Regions from separate parts of the Mus musculus genome. Here all the other regions are linked to region 3. A link is a contact called in public Hi-C and promoter capture Hi-C data. All regions are on one chromosome and are shown on one strand. Each heading gives the region's core, a stretch centred on a gene start, on an enhancer-like site or on the middle of the called end of the contact. The rest is flanking DNA. Distances are from core to core; before and after follow the strand shown.

Region 1 (3,623 bases), core at 277-2,776, 490 kb after region 3:
TAATATCCCTATCCAATTAGGCCTCTTCTTCTCATAACTCCACACACAAACTTCAGAACTAAGCCTGCTTTGTTTGTAAGTAATGTGAGTAACATTTTAAAGATAACCTCTTGGCACATAAAGCCATCTGTTGGGGGAGGGGAAAGGGAGAGCCAGAGGCTGACTGACTCTCTAGGCAATAGAAGAAATGAGCCCTTCAGGGAATAGGAGAAACAGTAAAAAGAAAATCATATTTACAGGGCAAACAAATACACCGAATTTTTACAATTTCTAATAAAAGACTACTGGTTACTCTATTTTTTTTCCTAAATGACAAAATACCAAAACAAAAAAAAAAAAAAAACTATTCAAGAAAAGGGAAAAATAAGTTTTACACTTTGGCAAAGGCATACATACAAGAACTCCGAGTTTGCATGACTCTAGCAGAGCAAAGCAGAAATCTTATCCACAAAGGCTAAAGGCCGCGGTGAAGTTTGCCTCTTGTCCACCTCTGTCCATACGATCACCGACGCTGTCCTTTTCCAAGTTTATTATTGACCGAACCCTTATAACTCTACTCGTGAGCTCTCTGTGCTGACTCCAAAGACTCCCAACTCTCAAAGAAATAACTGTGCCTGTGACGGTGTTCCTAAAATTAATCATAATAAACGAAAGGCGGCTGAGCACCGCGAACGGAGAAGACCAGGCATAAGGAGCCAGACCTCTGCAGCTGCACGTCCTCCCAAACGTCTACGTCTAAATCTGCAGCCCGGGTTTGCTCCAGGCCCCAAGCTCCAGCAGAGGATGCTCACCACACATTCCAAACAGAAAGCAAACGCAGCCTCCTCCTCTCCCTCGAGTGATGCTCACGCGAGCCCCCAAGTCCCAGTTCCCGGGGATCACCGAATCAGCAGGCGCGTCCGGCGCTGGTGCCCGGCGCTTCAGGGGCAGAATGTCAAATGCATGACCGCACCAGGGCGCAAGGGAGCGAGACAAAGCCACCGCCCGCTACCTGCGGCGCGGGCGCGGGCCGCGAGCCGCGCACTCACCTGGGCAGGCGGGCTGCGGGTGGGGACCCGGTCGAGGCGGGAGCGCGCCCCGCAGTCGCCGCGAGCCGCCAGCGCGCGCCGCGGGGAAGGCGGGCGGCCGCGCGTCACGGAGCCCACCCTGCGCCCCGGGCCGGCGAGCGTCTCAGAGGCGGTCTTCGGCTCGCCTCTGAGCCGGCATGCTCACACGCCGCGACCCTCGGCGCTCCCGAGGCGGCTCCGTGCCGCCGCCCACCCGCGGTTACGCCGCGCGAGCCGCCGATTGTGTCGAGTCAGCGGCGGCGGCGGCGGGGACGCGCGGAGCCATGTCTCCCCGCGCTCGGGGCCCCAGGCGCCCGTTCTGCTCGCTCTCTAGGCGTCGTCCGCAAGCCGCACACCAGCTGCCCGCGTCCCTTCACCGTCACCTCCTCCCCCGCATCGCCACGGGTCCCCGGCCCGCTCACCTCCAGCCGCGCCGCCGCCGCCGCCGCCGCCTTGTCCGCTAGACGCCGGGGCAGCATCTGCCCGCACCGCGCTGGGGGCGCTGGGCGGGGGGCCGCCTGCACGTCGGGTACTCGGGAGCTTGACCGAGCAGAGCTGGGGAGAAGCGGCCAGACCCGGGCCCACGGGACCTCCCTGGGGACGGCGCTCCAGAGCTGGGCGGGTGGAGCTGGGCGGAGGACGAGTTAGACTGCGGAGCGAAGGACAGGAGCATTCCTATAGGCGTCGCGAAGGATGAAGGGGACCCGCTGAGGTCATGCAGACAAGTCTGTCCCTAAATCCCATTGGAAAGGGGAATCGAGGGTGTCATGCCTCAATTTCCCCATCTGTACAAGACAGTAACACTTATGTCACCCTGCACGGGGTGTGGTGAAGATAAAGAATGTATTATTAAAATCGCATGTGACTTAGGTCACTAAAAACTAAATTTTGCACAGATACTTGGTGCTTTCCGTCTATTTCTTCTGAAGCATCTTTGAGTTAGTCTTGTTTTAGGGGGGAAATGTATAATGCTGATATGACTGTGCCCCACAGTACTTGATGGTGCCTATCAAAACATGGAAGAGTTACTTAGTTTTATAGCTTAACTATATTTATGCAGGAAGTACAATAATAACATCTTCACCCCAAGTAATTGATATCTGTGTTTTTTGAAAGTGTGTGTTCAGTATTCTATATCTTCTCAACTCTACCTTTCTAGAAACAGTGGTTCATATAGCTCCCTCACCCACAAAGAATCTTTGTGGTTCCTGGATCCTGGCAGACCCCAAGACAAACCAGCCATCATAGTCTAGACCACAGTGAGGGGCTGTAGGTGAACTTATTAGTCCAGACATTTGTGTGGGGCTTTTCTAGGGACTATTCAGAAAATGTAAAGCTATTGAAACTAGTATGACTATATCTGGAAAATAAGAGCCAGGCAACAAGGACCTCTGCAGTTTGCCAAAAGCCAACTTTTGAAAGGTTGAGATGGAGAAGACGGCTCTGACCCTTGAAGGAGGATCTCCCTTTTTATTTCAAATTAGCTTCAGTTACATTCTATCGTGGGTCACAAAAAAAAAAAGCCCTGATGTCTTTGTCTCTATATGTATCATCACAGGCATCATTGATGAACCTCATCCAACCAAAGGTCCAATTCCAGTGTCTATTGTCAGTACTAGGGCTAGTCTCACCTATAATAGGAATCTCATGGGATGCCATGAATCGGTCTCTTTGTACAGTTTAGATCCAGCGAGCCCACACCTGCAAAACTTAGCATCCATATTGATTAGCCACTATCACAAACCTATCTTTTAACTAAAGAGTATAAAAACAAATAGAGGGTTGCTATGCATGCTCTGGGTTGTTTTGTTTTCTTAGACTCAGAAAGGAGTCTCAACTGTCTAAAACTTTCCAATATATAAACCACAGTGACAGAGATGACAAAATTTATAGTAAAACCATACTAAAATTAAAAGACTCCAAACCCTGATTGTTCACCACCATTCAATGTGGGTCTCCCCTGATAAGGCCCCTGACTGGGCCTCAGCCTTTGTTTATCCCATTAATTCCGATGAAGAACTCAAACTAGTCAACTGGCTTAACATTGAAAAGTTTTCCTTTATTATTAATTGAAATACTTGTCCCATCTTACAAGACTCCAGCATTTAATGGTTACTTTCTCACAGTACTTACATGGCCATTAACATCATATGTGACAGTGTCCTAACCTTTCATTACCCTACATTATCTCCTTTTTCTGTGAATATGATCAAGTTTGTAGGTATTTATCCACCCACATGCATATTTCAGGAAATTTAAACTGCAGAGGCCTCCCAGACCCACAGGGGTAGCCCTAAAGACATGCTCGTGTGGTTTTATACATTTGCAAAAGTTTAAAACAAGATTTTTTATCTCAAGAAATATGTTGTGGAGTGAATGGTTAGGAACCCCCAAAATTCAGAAGGGAAACCTAGCCCTACTATAATAGTGTTATAGGGCCTTTATAAGGGTAAAAAGTCACATGGGCAGCACCCTAATGAGTGAGACTAGGAAAACATCCTGGGACAGAGACCCTGGAGAACTCTCTTACCCTCTTTTTTATCATATGAGAGTAAATAAGACCTAACAATTTAGGAA
Region 2 (3,367 bases), core at 514-3,013, 410 kb after region 3:
CACTCTATTGGTCTTCTTGTGGAGTCCCTATCCTCTTCAGGACCCTCAATCCTTCCTCCAACCCTTCCACAAGACTCCCCAAGGTCCGGCTAAGATTTAACTGTGGGTTTCTGCATCTGTTTCCATCAACTGCTAGGTGGAGCCTCTCAGAGGACAATTCTACCTTAAGAATAACTATTCTGTACCACTCCTGGGCTTATACCCAAAAGATGTCCCACCGTACCACAAGGACATGTGCTCAAATATGTTCATAGCAGCTTTATTTGTAATAGCCAGAAACTGGAAACAACTGAAGACTAGATAAATAAAATGTGGTTTATTTACTCAACCATTTAAAACAAGGACATCGTGAAATTTGCAGGCAAATAGATGGGCCTAGAAAATATCATCCTGAGTGAAGTAGCCAGGTCCCAAAAGGACATGCACGGTACATACTCACTGATAAGTGGATATTAGCCATAAAGTACTGGATACCCACACTATAATCCACAGATCCTAAGAAGCCAAGTAACAAGGAGGGCACAAGGAAGGATGCTTGAATCTCACTCAGAAAGAGAAATAAAGTCATCTTCAGAGGTGGAAGGAGGAAGAGAACTGGGTAGGAGAGGAGATGGGGAGGAGAACAGAGTGGGAGGAACAGGTTCAAGAGGCAGATGACACAGAAATCGTTGTGTGTGGGGGACATCTCTAGGAAATGGTAGAGACCTGGGATGGGGGAAGTTCCAGGGAGTCTATGGGGGGTGATTCTAGCTGAGATTCCTAGTAGTGGGAGATATGGAACCTAACGTAGACACCTCCTGTGGCCAGGAAGGATCCCCAGTGGAGGGATAAGGACACCAACCAACCATTCAACCTTCAACCCAAAATGTAGTCTGCCTACAAGATGTGCAGGGACAAAGGTGAAGCAGACTCTAAGGGAATGGCCAACCAATCACTGGCCCAACTTGAAACCCATCCCATGGGCAAGAACCAGCCCCTGACACTATTAATGATACTGTTATGCCGGCCGACAGGAGCCAAGTGAGTATATTTTATTCCAAACAACCAATTGCAAATTGCATGTTAACATTACACCTAAGCAAAAAACTCACAATTAGAAAAGAAGGCCCTGAGGAGTGTTCCTCCCACAGGAGAAAGACCTTTATCTTAGTAGGGAAAGTCAACTCACTGTTTCTTGGCCCATCATCAGATGGTTTAAAACAGTCCACTGAAGAGTTTGTACAGACAATCTTCTCCTATGATGCAATCATGCCTTTTTGGTAACAATAAGCCCTGGAAGCCTGCTTTGTTTTTTAAAACTGTCATAGGAAACTCTGTGATAGGCGACTGTGTTGTAGTGTTTGCTTTTGCTATTTCTACAGTTTATGTATGGGGTAAATAACTGGGCCGGTTTATGCAGGTATTTTTACCCCCCTGCAAGGGCTCTGAAAGAATGCGGCTTTCTGAACCATGGAAAGAGGCATACACAGTAGGACTTTACATTTTTCCAGTTCACTCTCTTGACCTACTTTTACCAACTGCCTTTCTACCCCTTCACCACATCAGCACCTGAGAGAAAAGAACCATCATCAACGGGGGCTGCTCGTGCGTGTCCATGCATGTCTAGGCACACTCAAGACAAGCAAACTGAGTATTTCCACCCTGGGCCTCAGCTAAAATATGAGCCACTAAACATTTTCTTCAAGATCACGATTTCAGAGCTGGCAAAAGCAAGCTGCTGGATTCTCCCTGGAACTCATGGGCTGGGAAGGCTGACTTTCAAAGTTCTTGGACTATAAAAAGCTCCAGTGTTCGCAGAGAGTTCTGTGTAGGACGAGGAGGTGGGGGTATAATAAGAAAGAACAGTATTTTGGTCCTTTGGCAGATTTAATTCCTTCATCCCAGCCTCCCACGGAGACTTGTAAGGATGCACAAATCCTGCCAGAATGCCCCCAGCCTTCTGGTCTTGTATCTCTGCCTGCTGCTCTGGCCCTGAAGCCTTCAAAATAAAGGGTGGGCACTCTCCTCCCACCCCCCTTATTACCTTCCTTATTCCTGAAGAGAACTCCATTAATTCCTACAGGATTTTTTCTTCTGAATATTCCACCTTGAACATTCAAAATAACCACAATTACTACCCTGTAATGCATATTTCTAACAAATTCAAGACAAAAATAAATCAGGGAATGCTTAAATAAGCCTCTGGCTCAAATGCATGAAAATAAATAATGGTTTCAATGAGACTGTGGGGTTTTTTTTTCCTTTAATATATGGCATTAATTGTTATACTTCATAATAAAAAGATACTTTCCACCCCTCAAAAATAATAAAAAGCATTTTTGTTTTTATATCTATTTTCCACAAATATGAGTATTATTATAAGTAAACTTTTTAAACAACTATTATTTTTGTATTATATGATCAAAAACCCAAAAGAGCTTCTGGACAAACAATCTTAATTATTGTGCAGCACTGGTTTTAATTAGGAATATGAAACTAATTTAGCCCTGGTAGTTTTCCTCTCCGAGTCCTACCCACAAGTGTTTAGCAGGGATGACTTTAAGGGCTCCTCCCTCCCTCTCTTGGAAGCCTATAGAAATTAGACTTTGTGTTTAATCGATGATGATGATGATGGTGCACAGTAAATAAATTATTCTTGGAATGCTAAATTACTAAACATAAAACCACAAGCATTACAGAGATAATAAATAAACTTAAGAAAACATTAATCAGTATTTTCATCTATGTTTCTGGAATCATTAAAATAGAAATGACTGTGAATGAAGATTGAGCAATGTGTTGCCAGGCAGAGATGCAAATTAATCCACACTCCACCCTTAAGCCCCTGCACTGCTCATGCCATTCACACAGCAAACACCAGAGCCTCCCAGATACCACACTCACATTCTGGGAACAAAGCAGAGCTGGGCCATATTCTGGCTCACGTGGTGCCTTAAACAAGTAAGCGCATACCTGCATGCTAGGCATGACTGAAGAGACAAACAGAACTGAAAGAGTATTTCAGAACAAGGGAGATCCCAAAGGCAATAACTGGATTATTGCAATGTTAGTATCACATTAGAAAACTGTGTGGTCCAAGGCAGGGCTATTAGAGACAGGCAGGCAGGCAGGCAAGGCTGATAATACAAAGAAGTTTCTAGAGAGTCAGAAGAGAACTGGGGGAGGAGGAGTTGAGGAAAGGTAAGGGAAAACGCACCACTCAGAACAAGCGTCAGCTTCAGCTTCCGCGACCATGGCAACAAGGGTTATGACACCCCGAGAGAGGCAACCTGAGGGATTCTCTTTTCAATACTGTCCCTCCCAACGGGAATAAAATACACTCGCAAAATATTTTAATCACAAAGTTTATGAAAACAACTAATGAAAC
Region 3 (3,716 bases), core at 820-3,319:
TGGCTGCAGCAGTTTTGCCTCCCCTGCGTTTGTGAGCAGCTTCCTAGTGGCTGAGTAGTGACACTTTAGAATTCTGGAAACTCCTTCAACTGAATCTTTTAAGTGTCTGAAGTTTTTTCCTAGCATTAAAAATGAAACGAGCAACTGGGAAAGACTTATATTTCTCTTTAAATACCGAACTTAAGAGAAAAACCCAGACAGCTATCTCTGAAAAATGCCACATCCCTCTCAACCTTCCACTCATGAGAGGAAATGTTAAACCCCTCAGTAAATACAATTCTGCCACTGCTCACTGCTTCAAACGGAGTGACAACGTAAGTAAATGTCATGTGAAAATGGAATTTCCGAAAATTTAATCCATTTATTTGTTTTAGATTAAAGTATAGAACTTTCATCTTTTCAAAAGGAAAACTGTAGTCTTAAATTAGCATAGGTGAAAAGAATTAATAAAAATACCTTTCCAGGAAAACCACTGTACAGTTAACAAAAGAACTATTTTAGATTTTGACAGTATAGATTGTGGTTGCATGATTGGGCCAAAGTCTTACTTGGCCATCAAGCAAATGAGCAACTCGAGTATAGATGGTAACGAGCTGTGATTTTGTTAAGAATCACACAGGGAGGTCTAGTGATTGCTTGGGTGGTTTTTGTTGTGTTTTTTCCTCTTACATGTATCTGTAATTTGGGGAAATTCTTTCCTCATTTGTTCGTGTACTGGTCATTGTTAATTGTACTTAGATATATGAAACAAAACACCTGTCTCTTAGTTCTTAGTTAATATGTGGATTGCAAAAAACTGAAAACTTTCTCCAGCATTTACATAACTACTGCTTACTTGGTTAGCAGGCTTGACATCCTCTGCTAGTACTCTATAACCTATATAATCTATAACTATAGCTGTAATAGGATAGATATGACATGTCTTTCCAAGGAGCTCTTGTGTCGAGGGGTGACACCAATTGGTGATGAAAATGCTACTTTCACCCATAAATTAATGTAAGTTTGTGGGAATGGGCCATTGAGAGTAAAGCCCCGCTGAAGAATGAGGGCTATTAGGGGTGTGCTTTCAACCTGTTGCTCTTTCTCTAGCCTCTTCCCCAGTGCTCTCTGCCATGCCCTCCTCCCTGCCTTGATATAGACTTCAGTCCAGCGCCCAGAAACACCCAGAACCCAGCGACCTCTCAAGCCATGAGACAAAATAAGAATTTTCTCTCTGAGTTGCCTTGCTCTGTTTTGTCACAAAACCTAAATAGCACAAGATTGTAAACTACCCTCCCGTGTGAGAGAGTGCATGTGCCGGTGACCGTGCGTGTGCGTGCGTGTGTGATATGTCCATGTTTTGTGTAAGGGTGCCCCTGCCTCTGCCCAGAAGCCAGTGAATCACTCACTGACTTACTACTTTGAGACAGGGTCTCTCACTTAACCAGAAACTAAGGGGTTGGATGGGAAGTTGCTGCAATCCTCCTGTCTCTGACCCTCGCAGAGCTGGGTTACAGGCAAGCTCAGTCACACTGGGCCTTGAAGTGGGTGCTGGGGATTTGAGTCTATGTCTTCATGGCTTCATATCAAGCTCTTAAGCACTAAGCCATCTCCCCAACCCCCACATCATCTTTTGCAGCCATTTTCACAACAAACTCGGTTTATAAGAGAAACCACTATGGAGGGATGAAAAATCTTAAAAGCTGAGTACAATTTTCAGATTGAGAATCAACTTTTTATTTGGGTTGAACTGGCATCAAAACCGCCCACCCTCCTCCCACCCAAACACTCCCAGTGTGCAGCTGGGGTCGCTGTGGAGCCAGTTTCCACCGATGGCGCATCCAGTTTGTGTCCCGTTGTTACGACAACGAGGTCCAACGGTTGGGAAGGAAACTGGAGGGAAAACACTCAACGCCAGGGTGGTACTGGAGTCTGCTCCTGCGTGCCTGGCCCCCGGGACCGACCCTGGCGGCCCAGCTCTCACCTTCTTGCTGCTCATGGCGTCGACTTGCGGGCCAGGCAACGCCGGCCGGGATCGCTGCTGCGGAACTCAGGACCTGGAGAGGAGAGTTGTTCGCCGCTGGACAGCTCTAGGCTCTTTCTGAGCTGAGAGCTTTAACCGCCGTGGTCGATTCGTTGCTAAGCAACAAACTGGCGGATTCTACTTCCGGTCGTCTGCATCTGCGAGATGAGGTGCAGAACTTTCTGAGAGGTCGAGCAGGGTGGCTCTCTGAGGCCTAGGTGGCTTCCAACACAGCCCTCACTCCACTTTACAGAGGGTGGCAGGCAACTGTGAGGAGCGAAGACCCCTTGATGTCTAAGTGGGTCCTCAAGTTACTGCATCTTTCACCGAGTCTGCGTGGGCGTGGTTCTCTGCCTTAAGCCTTCATTCGGCTGTTTCTGCAGATTTCATTGCTAATGTAGGCAAATAGAATAATGACAAGGCACTCAAGACTAAAGCCTGTAAAGTGCTCCATATCCAGGAGCCTCAGTGTTCAGTTCTGTTGACTTCCCTAACACACTAGAAAGTGAGCCTTCGGAAATTCATTTAAATCCACGCGTGATTGACTACATGAACGAAGCTGTGCCAAGACAGTCCCTCAGGCATAGGCTTGGGTGACCGTAAGGCATGTGTTCATAACTAATAGAAACAGTGCTGTGAGTCATTTCTCTTAGAAGATGCAGAAGAAACGTGAAAGCTGAGATTTGAAAGAGGAGGACACATGCTGTGCAAGGAATATTTCGGGCAGAGCAATCAGATGCAAAAGCCTGAGACATTTCATGGTTATTAGAAGAACAAAAAACAAAAATCAGAAGAACAGAAGAAAATTAGAAGAACAAAAACGAAATCTATCAGACTGTCGTTGGAATAAAGCACATTGGAGTCCGGTGATGAAGATGAAGATAAATAAGTGCTCTATTTTAAAGATCTGGTAAAATAGAGTGAGGAGTTTAGACTTCAATGTAAACTGCCTCCTACTGAAAAGTTTTTGTTTAATTTTGTTTATTTATTTTGGTTTGGTTTTGAGATCGTCTCATTTCTTAGCCTAGACAGGTCACAAACTCTCAATCTGTCTGTGGCAGCCTCCCAAGTGCTAGAATTACAGGCTTATGCCACCATGCCTGACGGTAAACGTTTTCTGTTGAGAAATGGCAGGTTCCTAACCTAAAATTTATGTGACATCTTAAGGGATCTCGAATGGCCAAAAACAACGTTTTTTAAGTGACATATTTGGAAGCCTCATATTTTTTTTTATTTCAAAATTTAGTACAAAGCTACAGTGATGAAACAATGTCTTCACAACAAATGATACTGAGGAAAGTAGATATCCACGTGCACAAATGTGACATAGACACTTAATGTCACATATAAAAATCACCTCCTGTAGGTGGATTACCTACATGGAAGAACTAAAACTTTAAAACCTTTAATGAAAACAGAGGGTCTCATGGCACTTGATTTTCTTTTGGTTTTATTTTTTATTAAAATCTTATTTATTTTATACACATGAGTGTTCTGCATGTACCCAGATGCCAGAAGAGGACATCAGACCCCACTACAGATGGTCCTGTGCCCAGGCCTGCAGGGATAATCAGTGGGGACCCAGGGCAAGGGAGTGAGAGAGTGGGAGGGAAGGAGACAGGAAGAATGATAGCAATTCAATCACACTGATCAAGCTCTGAAAAACTTTACTCAGGAGTGTCAATATAAGCATAAGCAAAAGGAGGCTCCAAGG

What was found. Promoter capture Hi-C pulls out the DNA fragments that hold promoters and counts their contacts. A called contact is a pair of places that touch in the nucleus more often than the background predicts.
Region 1: a promoter capture Hi-C map of embryonic stem cells shows a contact between it and region 3, with 2.7 times the contacts expected there. The contact joins the promoter of Hecw2 here to the promoter of Dnah7a in region 3. A contact is called at or near these places in 1 of 39 promoter capture datasets (embryonic stem cells), 1 of 484 Hi-C or Micro-C datasets (adipose-derived mesenchymal stem cells) and 1 of 115 datasets of contacts at active chromatin or transcription factors (forebrain).
Region 2: a contact with region 3 is called in a Hi-C map of cortical neurons, with 2.6 times the contacts expected there. The contact joins the enhancer-like site here to the promoter of Dnah7a in region 3. A contact is called at or near these places in 1 of 39 promoter capture datasets (embryonic stem cells), 1 of 484 Hi-C or Micro-C datasets (cortical neurons) and 1 of 9 other capture datasets (adipose tissue).

What each region holds. Positions count from the first base shown.
Region 1 is chr1:54,193,508-54,197,130 of GRCm38.p6, forward strand. It overlaps Hecw2 (HECT, C2 and WW domain containing E3 ubiquitin protein ligase 2), which reads right to left and starts at 1,527. Exons shown (of 29, transcript NM_001001883.3): 1 at 1,469-1,527.
Region 2 is chr1:54,116,953-54,120,319 of GRCm38.p6, forward strand. All of the region lies in intron 1 of Hecw2 (HECT, C2 and WW domain containing E3 ubiquitin protein ligase 2), which reads right to left. Among named protein-coding and RNA genes, the nearest start is that of Hecw2, 76 kb to the right of the region's middle. Within about 2 kb of position 1,764, at least 39 of the 459 cell types and tissues checked have an H3K27ac peak or open chromatin away from gene starts, as enhancers often do. A contact at or near this core is called in cortical neurons, where this site is marked.
Region 3 is chr1:53,704,715-53,708,430 of GRCm38.p6, forward strand. It overlaps Dnah7a (dynein, axonemal, heavy chain 7A), which reads right to left and starts at 2,070. Exons shown (of 66, transcript NM_001252070.1): 1 at 1,964-2,070. The coding sequence starts at 1,978. Gm32311 (a long non-coding RNA gene) reads left to right here. Exons shown (of 5, transcript XR_373404.3): 2 at 1-314.